2 separate regions of the Mus musculus genome follow, and region 1 is linked to region 2. Evidence: chromatin contacts called from public Hi-C data. All regions are on one chromosome and are shown on one strand. Each heading gives the region's core, a stretch centred on a gene start, on an enhancer-like site or on the middle of the called end of the contact. The rest is flanking DNA. Distances are from core to core; before and after follow the strand shown. Region 1 has its middle 5.1 kb from the start of Gm35992. Region 2 has its middle 35 kb from the start of Hdac4.

Region 1 (6,350 bases), core at 3,510-6,009, 160 kb before region 2:
GTACTCCATGCCACTGGATATGTGAGGTGTGTAACACACACTTTGATTTCCCAGAGGCTCACTGCTAAGGGAATGCTTTGAGTCTCAGAAAAGACACTTGGGCTTTTGAACAGCGTGGGAACTGTTAAGGGCTCTGGCGACTTTTGGGACTTACCAGGATGCATTGTGCATAATTAGACGGCCACAAGCCTATGGGGGCTTGGAGCGGAGTATAACGATTTGACCATGAAATGTTCCATTTGTATCATTAGGCCCCCATATGGTGGAACTGTTTGGGGAGGCTGTGGAAACCTCAAGAGGTGGAGTGTCGCCGCAGGAAGTAGATCACTGGGTGGTGGGTTTCAGGGGTTATAGAACTCCATCCTTCGTGGTTCTCTCCCTCCCTCTCCTTGGTCTACCCAGATGTAAAAGAGGTGCCACATCTGCAACCATGGGCCAGACCCATAGATGTGCCTTTCCTGCCACAACGAGCTAAATCTTCTCTAGTGTGAGGGAAATGTGCCCTTGCTCTCTCAGTTGCTGCTGGCAGTTGTAGAAGAAGGAAAGAAAGCAGTCAGAGACCACTTCTCGGGTCACACAAGGTCCCCAGATGTTCCCTCTCGTGCAAACTCCCTCATTAAGTATGAGCTTCTGTTTATGAACCTGGAATCACAGATTCCCCAATCTGTGAGGCAATCAGACTCTCATCACCTGCAAAGTAAGGGCTACCGTGTCTCATATTACACTGCCTCCCACTGCCCTCTGGACCTCAGACCATCCTCTGCCCCACCTGGTCCTCTGGACCTCATATTTCCTTCTGCCTCACATGGCCCACTTCCTCACACTGCCAGTGTTTAGGGCTCAGACAGTATAGTCTTCCCAGCTCTTCCAAAATTGCATATCTGTGAGCTAAGTGGGCGTCCTCATTATTTTTAGCACTGACAAACTAGGATGCTTGCTATGCAGCATTAGTGAACCAGGAAGATGGCGTGCTGCCTGCTACCCGGTCAAGGTCAATGACAGGAAATGCAACAAGAGCCAAGAGGCCACCTGAGCATCAAACTAGAGACATTAAACCACTAAGCCTGAAAAGGCTAACTTGGCTTGACGGCCTTGCATTCTGACTGTGACCTCATGAAAAGCCACATCTGGTGATCTGTGGCTCAGACCAGGGCAACTGAGCCATACACTTGTTCAAGTGGCTTGAAAAGTCAAGCCCCTGCTCAGGGAAGGAGCTGGCTGAGCTCCAGGATCCCATTACTCCTGGGGACTTCTGTCACATGGCCTCCACTGCAGCATACGCGTGTCCTCCAGGAAGGGCTTGTGTCTAGATCAGCAACACAAGAGCACAAGAAGGTGACAGAGGGCCGCTGGGCAGGTGGCTCAGTTGGTAAAGTGTTTGCCACATAAGCACGAAGCCCTGAGCTGGGATCCCTAGCACCTATGTGTTGTATGACAGTAATTCCGGTACTGGGGAAATCGCCAGGGCCATATAGTCTAGTTAAATGGCTGATATCTAGGTCCAATGTCCCCAAGACTAAGGCGGAGAGCGATAAAGGAGGATGATTGACATTGATCTCTGACCTCCAGATGCTCCTTAACACTGGCAGCCCCCCTACAACACATAAACACAGACATGCATATACCCAAGAAAATAATCCCTTTTAAAAGTGACAGAGGTCATGAAGCAGAAGTTTGTGGGACTCCAAAACCACTTTTCTCCCCAAAGGAGGTCATCACTGAACACTTGCCTGAGACAACTTCTACCTGCTTGGAAGCCTTCATCTCATAAACATGAATCAGGAAGCTGTACTGGGTCCTCATAGCTTCCTCTATACCGCACCCACACTGTCAATCATAGAAGCTGCAAACTGTACACACACACACACACACACACACACACACACAGAGCCTTGGCTTGCAGCCCTCTACACACAAGTCAAAGTGGGCACAGGTGCATGCCCGCATGCCCTGAGGATCATTCACTCAGAAACCAGGTTAGGGAAAAGGGAAATTTGTAAACACAACCTTAGAACAAAGAGAGTCTCAACCAATCTCAACTGTACCTTGAAGACCCCTGAGTACCACAAGCATCAGAGACCAGACAAACACCAACAGTCACTGGTAACTCCCAACCTTCCGTGTCTCTCTGCTGTTCTGTCTGCGGTTTTCATGGTTTCTTCATATAATTGCATACCATTCTTCCTATAAAGAAAATATAGTGGTAATTCCATTCCCAACCTGACCAAATCAACTTTTCAAAAAACAAATCGATAACTACTTAGGAAAGACTTGGCAACTTGCTACTGGTACTGCCGATACAATGTCAGAGCTGCCATCATGTCCAGGAAGAGCCCTGCCACATCTCTTTCAGACGTGAGATGGATGTGTCCAGTGCTTCACGTATTTGCATTTGCGGGAGTGGGAGTGGGTGGGCTTTCTTAGGTTGAGGTTCTCTGACCCTGCTTCCCTCGGCTGTGCTAAAGAGACTTCTCATGGGTGACACTGGGCGATTTCTCACAGGGACTCTTCTTGTTAGGTGGGACCAAGTCTGTTGGAGATGTGTGTGTGTGTGTGTGTGTGTGTGTGTGTAGGCATGCATGTGGGCGTGACCACACACTTGAGCTTATGCAATTTTGTGGGTGTGCCCACACACATGGACTCACAAGATTGTGTGGGTGTGCACACACATATGTGTTCTTGCAATGTGTGGGCTTGCTTCTTCTAGTGCTCTCCACTCTATGCTTTGAACCAGGGTCTCTCACCTAACTTGGAACCAGGTTTGGCAAAGCTATGTAGCAGCTGAGCTTGAAGGGAACACTGGTCTCTGTGCTCCCTCCCTCACCCCACAGGGCTAGGATTCCAGACGCACACCACTATGCCTGGCTTTTACACATGTGCTGGGGGTCTGAGTTCAGGTCCCCATGCTGGCAAAGCAACCACTTCACACACCTAACCAGGTCCCCATTCCTGAGGTCCCAAACCTCAAGTGTTCTTTTCTACAAATTCGCCTCTAAATCTGTGGTGGTTAATCTCCATTGCTAACTTGAAATGATTTTGAATCCATGGGAACATACCTGTGGGTGCGTCCCTGAGAAGTTAACCAGCAAGGAAGCCCCCCTCTAGATGTGGGTGGCACCGTCTCTTGGGTCCTACACTCAATCAAAAGGAGAAACCAGGCTTAGCATTGGCGTCTCTCTGCTCTGTGACTACAGCTGTGACGTGACCGGCTGCCTCAAGCTCTTGCCACTGTCCCTTCCCTGTTATAAGATTGTACCCTCAAACTATAAACTGAAATAATCTTCTCTTTCAGCTTCCCTTGTCACTGGTACCAGCTGTGAGTGACCTCTGGCAGTGATGCCAGCCCCTTGGGTATATGCTGACATGTACTGGAAAAGACAGCATAGCTCCCTAAAAACCATAGACCTTAGAATCCTTACCTGGCAGTTTGAAACCAAAGAGATGGGGTGAGGAGGTGTGGTGGGAGTGAAGGGTGGGCAGTTTTGTTCTTTGATACAGGCTCAGACCTCTTCTCACAGCAAGCATGCCCACTGCGTCCCTCAGTGGTGCACAGCTGGGGGTCCAGGCAGTGGCACTTCCAAGGCACAGGTCTTGAGGAAGCATACGACCAGCACAGGGGCAGCTTGGCAGTTGCTGAGAGCTAGCAGTGTGAAGGTCTGGATTAGCAATCCTGCTCCCAGGTGTTTTATGTGTGTGTTTGTTTGTTTGTCTGTTTGTTTGTTTTTCTAGAGACACAGAGTGTACGCTCACCAAGTACCTGGGGTGTCTTCAGTCAGGGTTTCTATTCCTGCACAAACATCATGACTAAGAAGCAAGTTGGGGAGGAAAGGGTTTATTCAGCTTATACTTCCACATTGCTGTTCATCAATAAAAGAAGTCAGGACTAGAACTCAAGCAGGTCAGGAAGCAGGAGCTGATGCAGAGGTCATGGAGGAATGTTACTTACTGGCTTGCTTCTCCTGGCTTGCTCTGCTTGCTTTCCCAGGACTACCAGCCCAGGGATGGCACCACCCACAATGGGCCCTCCCCACTTGATCACTAATTGAGACAATGCCTTGCAGCTGGATCTCATGGAGGCATTTCCTCAAGGGAGGCTCCTTTCTCTGTGAGAACTCCAGCTGTGTCAAGTTGACACACAAAACCAGCCAGTACCTGGGGTGAGCATAGTAGCAACTCCAGTTGTGACCATAGTACACTGGGAACGTCCAGGGCCTTTGTAGCCGAAAGGCTGAACTCACTACAACACACTATGTCTCGTCCACAGAGGAGACCCAACAGAAGCAGGCCTGTGGCAGGAATCCTCACTCCCACCCTGGGCTGGTGCTGGGAACATAAAGGAGTGTCTTTTCGCCTAGAAAGATGGGGCACTGAGAGCAAAGAAAGGAGTCCATCTGAGTCCAGTTTGTCACACCAGTGAGTTTAATGGTATTCCTTACAGGAACATGGCTGACTTTTGGAGACCCATATCACTGAAAATCTCAGCCCAGCATAGGTGACAAATCATGAAAGCTATGTCACCAGAACACCCTGGGCAGCTTTATTGGCGGTTACATTCCTGAAGCGATTCCCTCACCCTGGCTTCATATTGTTTGCCTCTTACCTAACTTCTTGGGGGAGAGGGACATCCTGGAAATCTCCTGAAGGCTCAGGAGCTGCCCCCTGTCTGACAAGCTTAATAGCATCTCCTGAGGGTTTCCGGTGAGTGACCACAGAGGCTCTTACTCAAGACAGCCACTGTCATGTGTGCCTCCAGGGTGCTGTCCTGCTGGGTTCCGGTGCTGTATCACTGGGGATAGCAGCTGTGGATGGAGGGCTGAGCAGTGCCTCCAGGGCTTGGGAGGAAGTGAATAATGACATGGGGTCGGTCATGGGCGTCAGAGACCACAAGACATCCAGGGCCGTGACTGGGTGACCATACACTCTTGTGTCTTAATAGTTATAGACCAGCACAGAGAAAATGAATATGACCACAGGGTTACAGCAAGTGGGAATCTCTCATCTCACTCTCTCCTTCAGGGGAGCATGGACTTCTCAGTGACTCACTTAGAAGCATCCACTGGTGGGAGGGGGGATGGGCATGAGCCTATGGTCAATGGGCAGGGACAAGCCCAAGGGACCACAAGGAGTAGGCCTGCAGAGTCCCAGGACCTGGGAGGAGAAAGGGGTCCTGATGTCTGATAAGTGCAAAGACTTCCTGAAGCTCTCTGGTAAGGAGTGATTTCCCCCCCCCCCTTCCCAAGTATCCAACTTCCTAGTTTCCTAGGTGATGTGTAGTGGTCAGGCCAGGGTACTGAGGCCAGGGGGCTGGGCTCTGAGAGGTGAAAACTTGCTGTAGACAGAGCCCTGTGAAATACTGGCAAAACTCTGATCATCTGAAGGCAAGGTGGAATGACCAGGGTCCCCAGGGTGTAGTCCTCCTTGCTCTGGACTCCTGGTTGCCTTCCCACTAGATTCTCGCCCTGCTCCCCAGGAGGGCATGCCAGAAGCATCTGGCATGGGATGGTCAGGTGACTCCTAATGAAGGAGAACCTGCACTTACTGGACAGAAACCCCTCAGCCTGAATGTAGGCACAATCGGAGGAAACCAGAGAGAGATTGCTTCCACTTCAGACCGTGGAGACCGCATCGGTTCCAGAATGATGGTTGCAGCGTGGGTGGGCTGGGCTGGGGCACCAAGCTCCCCTGCAGAGGATCGATGGATGGAGAGGCAATTTTGAGCAGTTCTCTTTATGGCAGCTACCCCACTGTGTGAGGCGTTTCTAATTTTAGAACACAGGTTGTCATGGCAACAGGATGTGTTTTCCGTTAAATATAGCAGCTGTTTCGGTTTTATTTGCCCTATGGACAGGAGTGTGGTTTTGCCTGGAGAGTTCTTAGGATATTCTGGGAGAGTGGGGGATGAAACAATTGGGTTGCAACGAAGACCCAAGGAAATGGGCCCAGTTCCCCATGACTCCAGAGCTGGAAGCTGAGCCCGTGGACTGGGCAGGCCAGGTGGGCAATGCCAAGCACCACAAGCTCAGGTGCTAGACAGCTTTTGAAAAGCATCGTGCTGCTTCAGGACATCCCTGCTCCAGCCATGGCTCAGAGCCCAGGCATCAGGAGCTACAGGTGTGGCATAGTCCAGGGCCCTTGGCTCTAGGGTACATCGCTGAGTTCTGTGATTATTGGCTTGACTTTGGCTTTGTAGCAAAGTGTCAGGTCCCATCTCCTGGCTCCTGGCCACACCCCATACCCAGTGGCTCAAGCTATGCTGGACCACTTCATATGCCTCCCGGCATCTTCATGGTAGGGAAAGGGCAGTGTCATTAACTGCTGCATAGGACAGACTTACCCTGGCTGCGTTTCTC
Region 2 (6,394 bases), core at 526-3,025:
CTGACCATGTGTTAAACAGAGAAGTGTAAGCACTGCTGTGCTTTCGTGTTATCCATTCAGGAAAAAGTGAAATTAAGCCCCAACCTCAGGGTACAACATCAAAGAAAGCCAATGGCAGTTCAATGATAGACAAGGCTGCCCAGTTTTCTCGAGAGTGAGGAAGTCTCCCTAAGACTTTACAATTTTTAATTTACATTTATTATTTATTTATTTATTTATTTATTTATTTATTTATTCCATGGGTGCACGCGTCAACATGAAGGTATCCGTTCTCTCCATCTACCATGTAGGGTCTGGGTATTGAGATTAAATTGTTGTGCTTGCTAGTAAGTGCCTTTACCCATGAGTCTCTCACTGTGCCCCCCCACCCCCCAAGACTTTTCATTTCAACTTTTACAACCGCAGGGCCTTGTGTGAATGAGGATGAACTGATTGCCCTACACAGGGCTCCTTGGAAAGGCAAATCAACAAAGGGTTTTGATACAAAATGTAAGTCTGTTCTCCCAAGTGCTGAACAGAAAAAGATCTTCAACCCAAGGCAAAGAACAAAAATAAAGGGGGGGGGGAGATACAGGTATTTACATACATGTAGGGAAAATCAATCAAAATTAGAAACCTTAGTCCCCAAAAAATCATACCTGCCAGGGTCAGTGGAAGCCACCATCTAGGTGGCAGTGGGGAGCACACACCTGTAACCCAGCACTTTGGAGGAAGCTGAGGCAGAGGATTGCTACAACTTCAAAGCTAGCCTGGGCTACATAGTCAGTTGTAGACCAGCCTGAGATACATAATGAGACCTGGACTAGATAAGAAGGAGGAAGTGGGGTGCATAGATGACTAAGTAGTTAAGCGGGCTCACTGGATTGTTAGGACCTAGATTTGGAAGCCTAGCACCCTTATTTGGCAACTCACTAATGCTGCAATCCAGGGACCCCCTTTGGCATCTGAGTGTGCCTGTACAGACACATACACCCATACCACAAATAAAATAAATCTAAAAGGAAGAGAGAAGGAAGGGAGGGATAATAGGAAAGTTGTGACTTATACACTGGCAACAGAAAAGCAGAAATGACGAAGACTCATAAACAAAGTTTTGGATAAAAAGCAACAGAGTACAGAAGGGCTTCTGCCCTAAGAGTCCCCTGAGCTGAAGTTCAGGTCGCTCACCTGCCACACTGAGACACAGGCCTCTGTAAGACCTGGAACCATCTCCTACAGTGGAACTGAAAGCTTGCAACACGTTCAGAGCTAGCATCTGAAACCAGTGCCAGGACCTAAAACAGCCGTGACCCTGGACTTCTTCGGACGTCTTCGCACGACGTGTGCATGGTTTCCTCTCACTTCTCTTTCTGCACCCTCAGTCTTGGGCCATTCATAACCCTGCGAAACTCCAGGCATTGGGTAACAGTTAAGTGTGTAGGGAAAGCCCAGCATACATGAGGCCCTACATCTAATCCGAAGCACCAGAAACTGTGCGTGGTGGTGCATGCCTGTGATCTCAGTGCTTGGGAATATAGGCAGGAAGGCCAGGAGTTCAAGATCACCCCCGGCTATGCAATGGCTTTGAGGTCAGCCTGGGTCTATGCCTCAAAACAAAAACAACAAAAACAAAGCTTCCCGGTGAACATCCTTTTTTTTTTCACAACTTTTCAGAGAGAGGAAAACAATCCTGGCGCCTGGGACAGCGATGTCACCAGCACTGGGGGAACTCCATCATCTCCCACTATCCTGTGACTTGCACCAGTCAGTCTGTGCTACAGACGTGTCCTTGTAGCTCTTGGGAGCAGATCTCCAGCTTGAAACCACACTTTCCTCTATTTAGTCTCTAATAGGGAAGTCCCACATCTCTGCACATTCTTTAAAAAAAAATGAAAAAAAGAAAAGAAAAAAAAAAGACTTCTGTTGCCAAGAAGTTTTCGAAAGTTACTATTTTTGTAGGACCTATTAAAATGCAGCGCGCTCATTCCCCTGCGCTGACTCGGCAGGAGTTAGGCGCACAGGCCCTATTTCCAGAGCCCAGTTGCCATCTGGGCCATGCGCAGATGTTTTGGCAGGACAAGACCCCTCCAACACAAGTTTTTGTTCATTGTATTAAACAAAAGCAGCCCTGTTAATTTCAGCTTCATTCAGCACCAAGTCTGAAGGGGGTGGGGGGAGGGGGAGAGAATCAATATTTGCTAAGAGGAAAAGAACAAAATCAGTCAGGGGAGAAAACAATTATTTTCTGGCTTTTCATAGAATGTTACAAATAATGATGGCTCAAACCCAAGAAAATAGTTCAAAGAATTGCCCGACATCAGCCCTTTAATCTATGGTTCCGTTTACCCTCTGGTTCATTCTCTCTGAGAGAGACTTGAATCCGTGAAAAATGTTTGTGGGAATACAAACTAATTGCTCCTCTCTGCTGCATGTTCTCAGCTGGGTGAGATCCCAAAAGCAGCCCAGCTCGCAAGGGCAGAAGATGTTTGCCACAGGACAATAGGCCAAGTGTAGGTACTTCTCTGGGAAGTGAGAGTGGTTCACAACCTGTTAGGCACCCTGGAAAATGTACAGAGCCCATACAGGTACCTACAAGGTCGGGCCATGGTAGCCCCTGGACTCTCCCTGCTCAGAGGGCTAGGAAAGTGTGTGCAGTCATGAAAGACAAAGCACTGGCTAATCAGACATGACTCCTTGTGCGCAAGGGGTCACTCAGCACAAGTTATTATTATCTCCTGGAACAAAGAGCTGGCAAGCCCAGACATGAGTCACTTTATTAACCAAGGGATTAGGACTGAATTTCACAAGGCCAGAGGCCGGCCTGTCACAAAGCACTAGTACTTTTCCGGGAAATGAGGGGTTCTCCAGAGAGGAAAACATGAGGTTCCAGGCCCAGAAATCGGGGTCCGAAGTGTGTCTCCTTGCTATTACAGCACAAGGGAGGCCGTGGCAGTGGGAGGGGTCTCAGGCTGCTTCTTACAAGAACACCATGAATTTCTCTGGCTTTTCAGGATTTCCTCTGTGTTCACAGTCAGACGCTGTCAGCCTTGACTCCTGTTGGTAGACCAGAAGGCCAAAGCGGTGCCCTCTGACCCAGCCTGAGCAGAATTGGGCAGAGGTTTCAGCCTTGCCAGAAGGCCTTGCCTTTCTCCTCATCCTTTGCATCCTGTCTACCTAGGTCACCACCTGGGGCTTGGCTCTGCTCCCTTGCTGACCAGGTGGTCCTTCCACCTAATTTGAGATGGACAGCTGCTCTCTGTGTGCTACTTTTACAACTTCCAATGTCTGAACAGAAAGCCCAGAAATGCAGTAACCAGAAGGGGACCAAGCCTTCCAGCTCTAAAGTTCAAGGGCTTGATCTTCCTCAGGACGTGTGGGTGACAGACATTAAGTAACAGTCATAAGGTCTCAGTGGAATTGACCCCAGAACCTGTACTTGGGGTCAGCTGTTTCTCCAGTGATATCCTAGAGTCACCTCGGCTCCCCAAAGCTGGACTTCATGCTCCCATTTCTTCCAGGTATCAGCTACAGTGTAAATGTTTACATCAAAGAAAGGCCAGGTTCTACACTCCAGCCATATGCTAAACATTTACCAGACCTATAAGACCCAGATCACAATTCCCGGATCCCTGGAACTTTGGAGCCTCACTTCTTCCCAGCATGCCCACTGCCTGGTGTCCTCTCCACAACATTAACCCTGAAGCCATGTTGGATCTCAGGCAGGTAGCTGGACCTGTCTCCAGCTCAACCATAGCCACCAGCCACCACAGGACTCTTAGGCAGTCCAACTGCCGGATCACCTCACCCATAGAAGGGAAGAGACATTCCTTAGGTAGCCACTGTGTGCCAGGAACTGAGGTAGGTCCTGCAGGCAACCTGGCTGTTGTGGTTTGAATAAGAGTGTTCCCCATAGGGTCATAGACTTGAATGCTTGGTCACCAGCATTCAAATGGAGTAGCATGATTTGAAAGGACTTGGAGGCGTGGCCTTGGTGCAGGAAGTGTGTCACAGGGGGTGGGGTGGGGGGCTTTAAAACCCCATTGCAAGCCCAGAATCTCTCTCTTCCTGCTGCCTATGGATCTGAATGGACAAGGATGTAGAAATCCCAGCTAATTCTCCAGAACAATGTCTGCCTGCGTGCTGCCATGCTCCCCACTATGATGACAACTGACCAAACCTCTGAAACTGGAAGCCAGCCCCAACTACATGTTTTCCATTATAAGGGTCACTGAAGTCATGCTGTCTCCCCACAGCAATAGAACGCTGAATGAGACACTGGCCTAGCTGCAATGGGAACCCTGAGTTCTAAAGATGCTCAACCATTAGCCAAAAAAAGGGAAAAATCCCAAGATCCAAAGTCATGATCAGGAAGCAGCTGTCCTGTGAAAGCTTTGGGAAGACTCACTGGCTAGTTTTCGTTCAGACTTTCTGTTTATCCGGCCATTATAGAGGGTTGTACTCCCTCTGGGCAAGTGAGAGGAGGGGATGTATCTGGGGAGGAAACCTCCCTAGGAAAGAGGATGTCTGAGGAGGGAGACTTCCTGGGAAATGAGCATGCCTGAGTTGAGGGGCCTGCCCAGGGAAGATAGGCAGAGCCTACATAGGGAGGGGACTACCTAAGGAAGGGAACCTGCCTGGAGATTGGCGTGCCTAAGGAAGGTTTAGATAGCTGAGTCTGAGTCTTCAGGGTCTAATTCCTCTCTGGGCTGAGTCCTTTGATGCTAGGTGATTTCTGCTCCAATCTACCAGTACCTGGATGCAGAAAGAGGTAATTCTCACATGGCTGTCAGTTAAAATAACCACAGGCACAGAAAGATGACAAAGTCCCATTTGAACCTGGTGCATGGGGTCATGTGGAGCTCTTTCTGAAAATATATCATCTCAACCCAATGTCTCTTGAGATCTCAATTGAACATACAGGATATATGGTCTTGGCTTAGTTTCCATGTCTTCATTTGCATAGCGAGTTGGTTCTGTCCACCGCCTCTGGTCTCAGCATCTCAGAGAGACTGTAAAAGAAACACAAGCATGAAGGGACGGCCGTGGCTCTAGCATGTGAAGCTGAGGGCTCCGTCCTCAGCACCACAAAGAGATGCTGTGCACAGCAGAAGCCTGTCCCCCAGAAGTTATTCTAAGGAGTCAACTGGACCCATGAAAAGCACCTTGCTGTGAATTTTTACTCTTGGTGATTTAGGCTACAGAGCCTTCCAGATGTTGCAAACCAAGCAGCTAGTGATTGACACATTTCTCTGGGGCCTCAGATCGTCACGGACGTTGTTCAAAGGCCTGGCAGACATTTATTCGACTCTCTAAGAGAGGCCTTGCTCTTCCCGGGGCCAACAGATGAACTGGGATGAGGAGTGTACCCATTTCATGGGAGGCAGATCCCAGACCCTCAGTAGCTCACTGCGGGTGCCACTGCTTCATGTTCAGAAATCCGTATAGGGAAGTGCTGTGTTACAAGACCTAGAGTGTGATCCATGAGAAAACACGAAATCTCCCCCATGGCAGGCTTCTCTGTTGTGTTGCCACCCCGCTGTCCCCCATGTAAGAGGTGCAAGCACTGACCTCTCTCCCTGGCTCCGAGGCCAGCAGCCCATTCATCCTCGTTCCTGTCAGCAGGGGCAGCAGGCGAGGACGGGAAAGCTGACCCTGAAAGTATTTTCACAGCTGCAAGAAGGCTTTTCCACTTGAGCCTTTAAAAATAGGTTGTCATCCCCACACCCCCTGGGAGAAGTAATCTAAGCACAACCCTTTTCTGGGTCCAACTAAAGAAGTTCGGAGGCATCTTCCATTTGTGTGTGCCAACTACACTGAGCCTAAGCCACTGTCTGGGCCTCAAGGGTCTAACTGGGGACCTATATTATGCTGTCTGTTGGGGGCGGCTCAGCTCCATCTGGCAAGCCTCCAGCAGCCTGTGCCAGGGGGAGGATAAGGCCCCCTGCCTGTGTGGCATTCACAGGCTCAGCCCCAGGGAGCTTGCCTTCCTCATGTCACCAGCAGAAGCCTCAGAACTGTCGAGGGGCAGAGCTTTACAGTGAGCACAGCTGGGCAGAGCCCAGGAGGGGACAGCAGCTTTGCTTTGTTCCCTCGAGCCAGCCTTTGTCACACACATGCCCACACGTAGCACAGGAAACCTGGACAAGGACAAGGCTCATCAGCCATCCCCACGATCCTCATACTCTACCCCTGCAGTATGGCAGCAGGTCTGTGCAAACATCCCAGTCAATGCTACGTGCTCCCTTCAGGTCCGCTCAGCTCTGGAGTCATGCACGGCACTGCAGAAGTAGAGGAGCAGGCAGCTCCTTCGATCCTGCGAGCTGACCCCCCTGTCGCTTCCTCCTTTTAGCCCCTTGATGAAAATGATACACTGGGGGTTCCAGATACTTGGTATGCACTATATGTGACTTTTCAG

The links. A called contact is a pair of places that touch in the nucleus more often than the background predicts.
Region 1: a contact with region 2 is called in a Hi-C map of granulocyte-monocyte progenitors, with 1.6 times the contacts expected there. The contact joins two enhancer-like sites. A contact is called at or near these places in 3 of 484 Hi-C or Micro-C datasets (the G1E-ER4 cell line, embryonic fibroblasts and granulocyte-monocyte progenitors), 5 of 115 datasets of contacts at active chromatin or transcription factors (bone marrow-derived macrophages, cardiomyocytes, double positive thymocytes and 2 more) and 1 of 9 other capture datasets (embryonic stem cells).

What each region holds. Positions count from the first base shown.
Region 1 is chr1:92,371,245-92,377,594 of GRCm38.p6, reverse strand. No RefSeq gene overlaps it. Among named protein-coding and RNA genes, the nearest start is that of Gm35992, 5.1 kb to the left of the region's middle. Within about 2 kb of position 4,759, at least 122 of the 459 cell types and tissues checked have an H3K27ac peak or open chromatin away from gene starts, as enhancers often do. A contact at or near this core is called in bone marrow-derived macrophages and granulocyte-monocyte progenitors, where this site is marked.
Region 2 is chr1:92,211,847-92,218,240 of GRCm38.p6, reverse strand. No RefSeq gene overlaps it. Among named protein-coding and RNA genes, the nearest start is that of Hdac4, 35 kb to the right of the region's middle. Within about 2 kb of position 1,775, at least 139 of the 459 cell types and tissues checked have an H3K27ac peak or open chromatin away from gene starts, as enhancers often do. A contact at or near this core is called in bone marrow-derived macrophages and granulocyte-monocyte progenitors, where this site is marked.